Linked DNA regions of Sus scrofa: region 2 is linked to region 1. A link is a contact called in public Hi-C data. All regions are on one chromosome and are shown on one strand. Each heading gives the region's core, a stretch centred on a gene start, on an enhancer-like site or on the middle of the called end of the contact. The rest is flanking DNA. Distances are from core to core; before and after follow the strand shown. Region 1 overlaps MYH15 (myosin-15). Region 2 holds the start of CD47 (CD47 molecule).

Region 1 (3,622 bases), core at 541-3,040:
GAAAACCATTACCACTATCATATGCTGGCAAATAGACCCAATAAGTAAAAGTTGCTCAATTAAATTCTTACCTCCTTCATGTATTGTGCAAGCTAAAGATTATGACAGTAAACTAACACTTAGTGATATTACAAAATTCAAAATCATGAAAGATTTCTTTACTTAAGGCTGAATTAATTTCTTAACTATTAAGTATAATTATTATTATTTGTTAATATTAATAAGAGCTTTTTCCAATCAAAGTAGCTCTGCACTTTTGCTCAGAATAAATCTCATCATGTTTTACTACATTTTCTGGCATTCAATTCACATAGTCTAATCCCCTTGTAAACACACATCGACTTCATTCTTACCAGATATACTTACATCAAGCATTTCAAAACCAGTGATGTCAAGAATGCCAATGAAGAACTGTCTTGACAACTTGGCATCCAGGGCCCGGTTGATACGTGCTACCAGCCACTTAAACATCCTCTCATAGATTGACTTAGACAAGGCACCAACAGCATAGGTCACCTGGAAGTCACATTGACAGCACTCTTTTGTCTGACAGCAGTGTTCAATTTGATCCTGGGCATTTTCTATCAGCAATCACTTTCTAGTAAAACTAGTATATATTTAACCACTTTCTGTGGTTCAAGCTTTATGATGAACACCAGAATAAAGGAAGAAGCAAGGACGGGAAGAAACCAAGAAGGGAGGGAGAGAGGAAGAGAGGGGAAGAGGGTTAGGGGAAAGGAAGTGAGCTAGCCTAATGTCTCTCTACCCAACAGTCCTGTGAGAGAACTCATGTTCCAATTACTAAAGGATAAACATCCTGGGGTAGGGTGGCAACATGTTCTAAAGCGTGGTCCTAAGACCTGCAGCATCAGCATCACCTGAGAGCTTGTTAAAGATGCCGACTCTCATCATCTCATCCCAGACCTATGAATCAGCATTTGCATTCTAACACAAACCTCTCTGACTCCTACATACCATAAAGTTTGAAAAATACTGGTAGAGTAGGTTAGGAATCTAGAATCCTCTGCTGCTGCTGTTGTTAACAAATCGTATAACCTGGAGTTCCTGTTCTGGCTTGGTGGAAACAAATCCGACTAGGAACAATGAGGTTGTGGGTTCAATCCATGGCCTTGCTCAGTGGGTTAAAGATCCGGTGTTGCCATGAGCTGTGGTGTAGGTTGCAGATGTGGCTTGGATCTGGTGTTGCTGTGGCTCTGGCGTAGGCGGGCAGCTACAGCTCCGATTGGACCCCTAGCCTGGGAACCGCCATATGCCCTAAAAAGCAAGAAAAGAAAAAAATCATATAATCTTTGGCAAGTGACATAAGCTGTCTGGGCTGCAGACTCTTCACCTGAATTATTCTCTTGAAGAGTTTCTCTAGCATCAGCTTCCACCTTCTTTATTATATTAGTTCTCAGGGTGGCTCTCAACTCCATGTAGGGAGAATGGCAATTTAGTGCATCACTCAGACTCAGATTCTCCTACTGTAAAACTCAGGCTGCATTTCCCCTCTCTTGAGGTATGTGGCAAAGGCTCTCTCATAATCTACTCCCTCCAACCTCTGTGCCTGGATACTGTGGTACAAATGCTGATCCTGCTGCCATGATGCAAAGGCGCTGCTGTAGTAGCAGGTTCCTGACAGACTCCAAGTAGGAGTGAATTTCAGCTGGACGGACTCCAGGCCTGGAAGCAGGATGCATTCCAACAACTGAACATTTAAAATAGGCCTATCACATCCATCCTTCAGCTGCCCGGGACAGTGCATGCAGCAGGAGCCAGTTGGTGTCTGCTTGTGATTTAGCTATGAGTCACCCACTCCCTGATCAGTTATCTTGAGTCATTTCCACAGTAATCCATGAGCCGGATGGCATCACAGTTTTTTATTATCAGCGTCAAGAGCACACCCGCACAAATAAAGCACGAAGAATGATTTTCATCCCCCAGAGCACTGTCTACAGCAGTCACTTTGAAAGTTTAAAAAAGAACATGACTGACTTGCTGACCCCCCTTTAATTCCCTGGATGTATGAGAAGCAGGAGTGGAGAGAAACTGGCCAGGATGGGGGAGCCACGAAGAAATAGGAAGAAAGCCTGAAGTTGTAGCAGAGGAAGCAATGGATGATATGATGTCTGTTGAATGAATTAATAAAACTTATAATCCAATAGACTGTTCATCAATTAATCATTTTCATCACTTTCTGTCCAATGAAGGAGGAATGAGGCAGCTAAATCGACACTTCCACTTTTCAGGGACTAAATGGATTCATGCCTGAGCTTTAAAAAAAAAAAAAAACCTCACATAAGACTTTGATTAGTGGAGATCAACAATATATAATTAAAAAACAAACAGATGAAAGAAATTGAGTCCAATAGCCATATTTTTAGCCACCTTGATCCCTGCCTTTCCCATCTGAAACATAGCAATATTAAAATATGCTGTCTCATGGCTGTTGGGAGATATTCAATGAGACAGAGGTGTAAATATAAGTAGCACATTTGGCACTTAGAATCCAGTAAATGTTAGTTCCCCCTCTCCCTTCCCCTTTCCACTTTTATCACTTCCTCATCCTTACTCCAATATTTATTATCCATGTTACCTTGAGCAGTTAATCTTTCTAAGCTTCGCTGTCTTTAACTACAGAATAGAAATATAAATAAGATCAACTTTTCAGGCTTGCATTAGATTAAATGAGCTATTCATACAAAGCACATAGCACAGCACCCACTGCACATATTCAATGGCTACTGATTATTATTATTGTTTTATTATTATTAATCCTTTTGGGGGGGCTTCAACCTTGGCAGATGGAAATTCCCAAACCAGGGGATCAAACATATGCCATAGCAGTGACCCAAGCCACTGTAGTGACAATGCTGGATCCTTAACCTACCGCTGTGCCACAAGAGTACTCCTCATTAATCTTTTTTAAGTAAGACAACTTATTGCTAATAGGCATGGTTAGAACTCTCCTGGAATCATAAAATACTAGACCTGAAGACTCTTAGTTCCAGAGAATCACATATAGCAGCTATCAACTCAGGATGGTTCCTCCCCACTAAGGGAGAAGGGCATTTGGGAAGAGGATGGGCATTTTCCCATCATCAGAGTGACTGAGAGTATTGCTGTCATTTAGCACCTGGGGGCATGAAGGCAAAACCTCCTACAACGTGTGGGACACTCTCATACCCAAAGAATTATCCCTTTTAGATGCCAATCACCTCTCCACTGAGACACACAGGAGAATTCAGCCTCTTCATTGGGGTGCTCAGAGAGATGGAGTATTTGACCAAAGCTGCAGAGTTGGTTAGCATTAGAGCTAGAACTAAACTTTGCATGGAGTGTTAACACTGCAAAAATTTTTGCCATCTTTTGCAATTGTCATCAACAGAGCATATACATCTCTATTCTTAGCCATGACAATGTCTCTATAACGTCAGTAAAATTCCTAAGAAAAGAAAACCTTATAGCGTGCTTTCTTACTCTGTCTCCAGGAGATGGAGGAAGAGAGAGAGAAAAAGAGAGAGTGCACAAGCAAGAAAGAGGGTGGGGGAGGGGGAGAGGATGGAGGGCAAGGGTTTTTTTTTTTTTTTTTTTTCTTTTATTGTTGAATAATAATATATTA
Region 2 (3,516 bases), core at 617-3,116, 380 kb before region 1:
CATTCAACACTTAACAGAACTCAAGTGCATAAAGCCTCTATTTTTTTTTTCAGGTTATTATTAACTAAGTACAATAAAATACTATAAATTCTGAATTCTATGACTCCACAGGGACTTGAGTATATTAATATTGTATGTAATGAATGCTAATTATACAGATCATACCTGTTACTAGAGGAGGCCTAACACTCTCTATCCCCAAAAGTGCCATTCTAGCAGTTCTTTCTAATCCACTTGAAAATAGGATCCCTGTTTTTAAAACTGTACATGATTTACACTTTTTATGCTCCAAACTGGCTTTGAGACCAATGGTCTGAATTGAAATATTTTATTATAAATTTATAATGAGTTTTGATATAAGGCTTTCTGATCGTACAACAGGTTTCTGAAAGCAGTATTATGTGAGCTATAATCATAGTAATGGACAACAAACTGTTAAGTACGATAACAGGAAACACTGCCTTACCTAATATCAACCCTTTAGATAATAGAGATTGATTATTAACAGCTCCGACATCCCAGGAGGTTTCAGAGAGTGGGAAAAGTGGTAAGCCTGGACTTAAGGGCATTTAGGAAATAACTTGAAGTCACAGCCTTTTTGAATGGCACAATGAGGCTAATATGCCGTTTAAAATCTAATTAATTCAGCATTCTAGAATCAAATGTAACGATACCTTGTTACTGTTAACTCTAATTCAAGAGGCTCTATAGATGTAAAGTATGACAGGCACTATAGAGCCACGAAAATTCGTATTCCTTCCTCAATTTTACAGACGAAGCACACGTTTTAAAAAGGCAAAAAGCGAAACGGATTCTAAAAGCTTGGGGGTGGGGGGCAAAAAGCCTTTGGAGTCGAAAGACACGAATCCCACCCTGCCGCAAATATAATTTTGACTAGGGGTTACTGTCTTCATACTTCAAGCGAAATCTAGATTACTTTTAAAAATGCTCCCCTAAATACAGTAAGAAAACTTGAACGTGCAATTTGGACTGTATTAAAGGGTTGAGGGGGCTTGGGGGTAGTGAGAAAAGAGTTTCCATCGAAGAAGCTTATTTCTAGGGTAAAAAAAAAAAAAAAAAAAAAAAAAAAAGGCAGCCAAAAGATTATTCTGATTAAATGCTAGGTTGGAAAGGAAACTTAATTTGTCCTTTACGTCCCCGTAACTCCTGTATTCCTGTGGGAGGGCAAACCGGAGAAACCCCTTCTCAAAGACTTCGCCAAAATGCGCACTTTCATCGCAAAAGGCTCGGGCCCTCCCACTCTTCCTCCTTCAACCTCAAATGCGTTTAAAGCACTGAGAAGGAAGAGGGGTGAGAAAGAGGGGGGACCCTAACAGCTGCCAACGGTTGGCTCCGATTGCGCCCTTTCTCTCTACAGTTAATTTCTGCGCGAGGTGCTCCGTTTGAAGTCTTTCTCCATGTGTGCATCCAGAGGTGGAGAACGGGGGAAGATGAGCCCTGCTACCACCCAGGGGGAAGAGAAGAGGAGGGAAAGGAAGAAAGGAAGGGGGGCGCCGATTACCCGCGGGGCCCTCCCACGTCCACACCCGGGGCGGGCAGGGCCCGCGCATCCCGCTCCCTTGCCACCTTCTCCAGGGCGCCGCCAGGCCAGACAGGGTGCAGCCCACACACCCGCCCGGGCGCCGCGGGGCTGCCGCGGGGGCGGTTAGACACTAGCCGCAGAACCAAGAGCGAGTGACCACTCACCGCAGTACGCCGAGCCCAGCAGCACCACCACCACCAAGGGCCACATCTCCGCGTCCGCCGCGGGGCTGCCGCCGCCGCCTCAGGTGTCTGGAGCAGGCACCGCCGCCGTCACAGAGAGGACCCGCCGCCTCCTCCCGTCAAAGGCAGGACCCGGTGCCCGGGCTGCCTGGGCGCGCGCACGCGCGCTCCCGCCACTCCACGCCCGCTCCCCGGCTCGCGCGCGGCGCACGCGCACTCAGCTTCGCCCCCGCCCGGCTGCCGCGGCTGTTGACGCGGCGCCCTTCCGACTATCCGCTTCAAGTCCTGGCTCCCGCCTGCTCCTCGCCAGTGGCGCGCGCAGGACGGCCGGGTCACGCCCCGTTTTCCCCGTACCGGTCCCCTATTGGAGGCTGAGCGTATATTCTCAGGCTCACGCGGGGATCTCATTGCGCCCGCATCCCTGTCCGTTGTTCCCTTTTTTCCTCTCGTAGCGCCCGCCCCCCGCCCCCTGGCGCCCTCCTTCCCCTCGTCCTGTCCTGCTTTCACTTCCACTCTCACACTTCAGGAACCCGCCCAGGTGCTGTTTACCCAGACTTAGGAGCCTCGGCCCCCGTAGGAGCCCCTGATCTCTCTTTACCGGGCGTCCGACGTCCTCCCGCGCGCTTCGACCTCGACGCCTATACGCCTCTCGCCTCTGCCCATTTCCCCTGAGCTCCAAGGCCTGCCACAGAAAGCACACACCGCCGGGGGACGGCTCTATGCTTCCCACGCGGGCGAGGGCGCCACTCCGAGGGCAGGATGACGGTGGGTGCCTGGCCGCCGGGAACTTCCAGTTGCTGCTCCTGGGCTCCAGCTCTCTCCTCGGTTCTGCCCCCGTCTGCTTTTGTTTTCCTGGCGGATCTTTGGTTCTGTTTTTGACTATCTTTTTTACTCTCTTTTTGGCCTTGTTTGGTAGTGTTTTCAACCTTTAAACAGGATTACTCAAGCTCCACCAGTGATGGTAAACACTTTGAGATGTGGTTAATGCCGAAACCCCAGGGGAAATCAAGCATGGTCTAAAATGTTAGCAGGTGTATCCAAGACGTTCTTTCCTGCAATGTCATGGAGCCGGGTTTGTGACCTCACCATGTGCACTCCTCTGCACTGTTTGCGTTTAGCTTGCTTGAAAAAATGGGTTCAAAGTGTGGCTCCAAGTCGCAATATGGACAAGGCCTTTGAGTATCTCACCGAATCAGACACCGCATTCTGAAGCAAAAGCCCTTTAACATTTATCCGAAATGATGAAAACTTGTCAAAAAGTCATGCTCTGGTGGCTGCTCTAATGGGGTGCATATCCTCCCTGCTCCCTTGGTTGTTTTTCTCTTATCTGCTAGGGGAAAAAAAGCAATATTCTATTCCTCCAAATCCTCTATCCATGGCGTCTCCTCCATTGCATCCTATAGTGATAAAATGCAGGAAATAAAATTGCCACTCTGACCCTCTGTAAGAGTGTGTATATACTGTATGTATTATACAACTCTTCCTTGTAATTGTGTGTGTGTGTAAACATCTTCCCTACAGCATTATTCTTTAAAATCAGAGTATTTTAAGTATTCCCTTCTTTAAGACTTCCTGTTCAACTGAGCAAACAGAAGGGGTTTAATAAACGTGTTGATGTGACTTGAGGCAAGCGTTGCTCCAGTGAAATCTGATTGTTTTTTAATGATTAAAAAAAAAAAAAAAAAAAACAATTGCCTGGCAGATATCTCACTAAAACAATGGTTAATAATTATGGTGGTAATGATTTGAATGGCAGCCTTGACACCCTGAGGCTACCAAAGGGACTGATGG

Evidence for each region. A called contact is a pair of places that touch in the nucleus more often than the background predicts.
Region 2: a Hi-C map of embryonic fibroblasts shows a contact between it and region 1, with 2.0 times the contacts expected there. The contact joins the promoter of CD47 here to the enhancer-like site in region 1. A contact is called at or near these places in 2 of 5 promoter capture datasets (fetal liver and liver), 2 of 47 Hi-C or Micro-C datasets (embryonic fibroblasts and fibroblasts) and 1 of 2 datasets of contacts at active chromatin or transcription factors (alveolar macrophages).

What each region holds. Positions count from the first base shown.
Region 1 is chr13:151,046,654-151,050,275 of Sscrofa11.1, reverse strand. It overlaps MYH15 (myosin-15), which reads right to left. Exons shown (of 40, transcript XM_021069826.1): 13 at 367-516. Among named protein-coding and RNA genes, the nearest start is that of MYH15, 40 kb to the right of the region's middle. Within about 2 kb of position 1,790, at least 6 of the 83 cell types and tissues checked have an H3K27ac peak or open chromatin away from gene starts, as enhancers often do. A contact at or near this core is called in embryonic fibroblasts, where this site is marked.
Region 2 is chr13:151,427,761-151,431,276 of Sscrofa11.1, reverse strand. It overlaps CD47 (CD47 molecule), which reads right to left and starts at 1,866. Exons shown (of 9, transcript NM_213982.1): 1 at 1,708-1,866. The coding sequence starts at 1,753. LOC106505814 (a long non-coding RNA gene) reads left to right here and starts at 2,401. Exons shown (of 3, transcript XR_002337926.1): 1 at 2,401-2,490.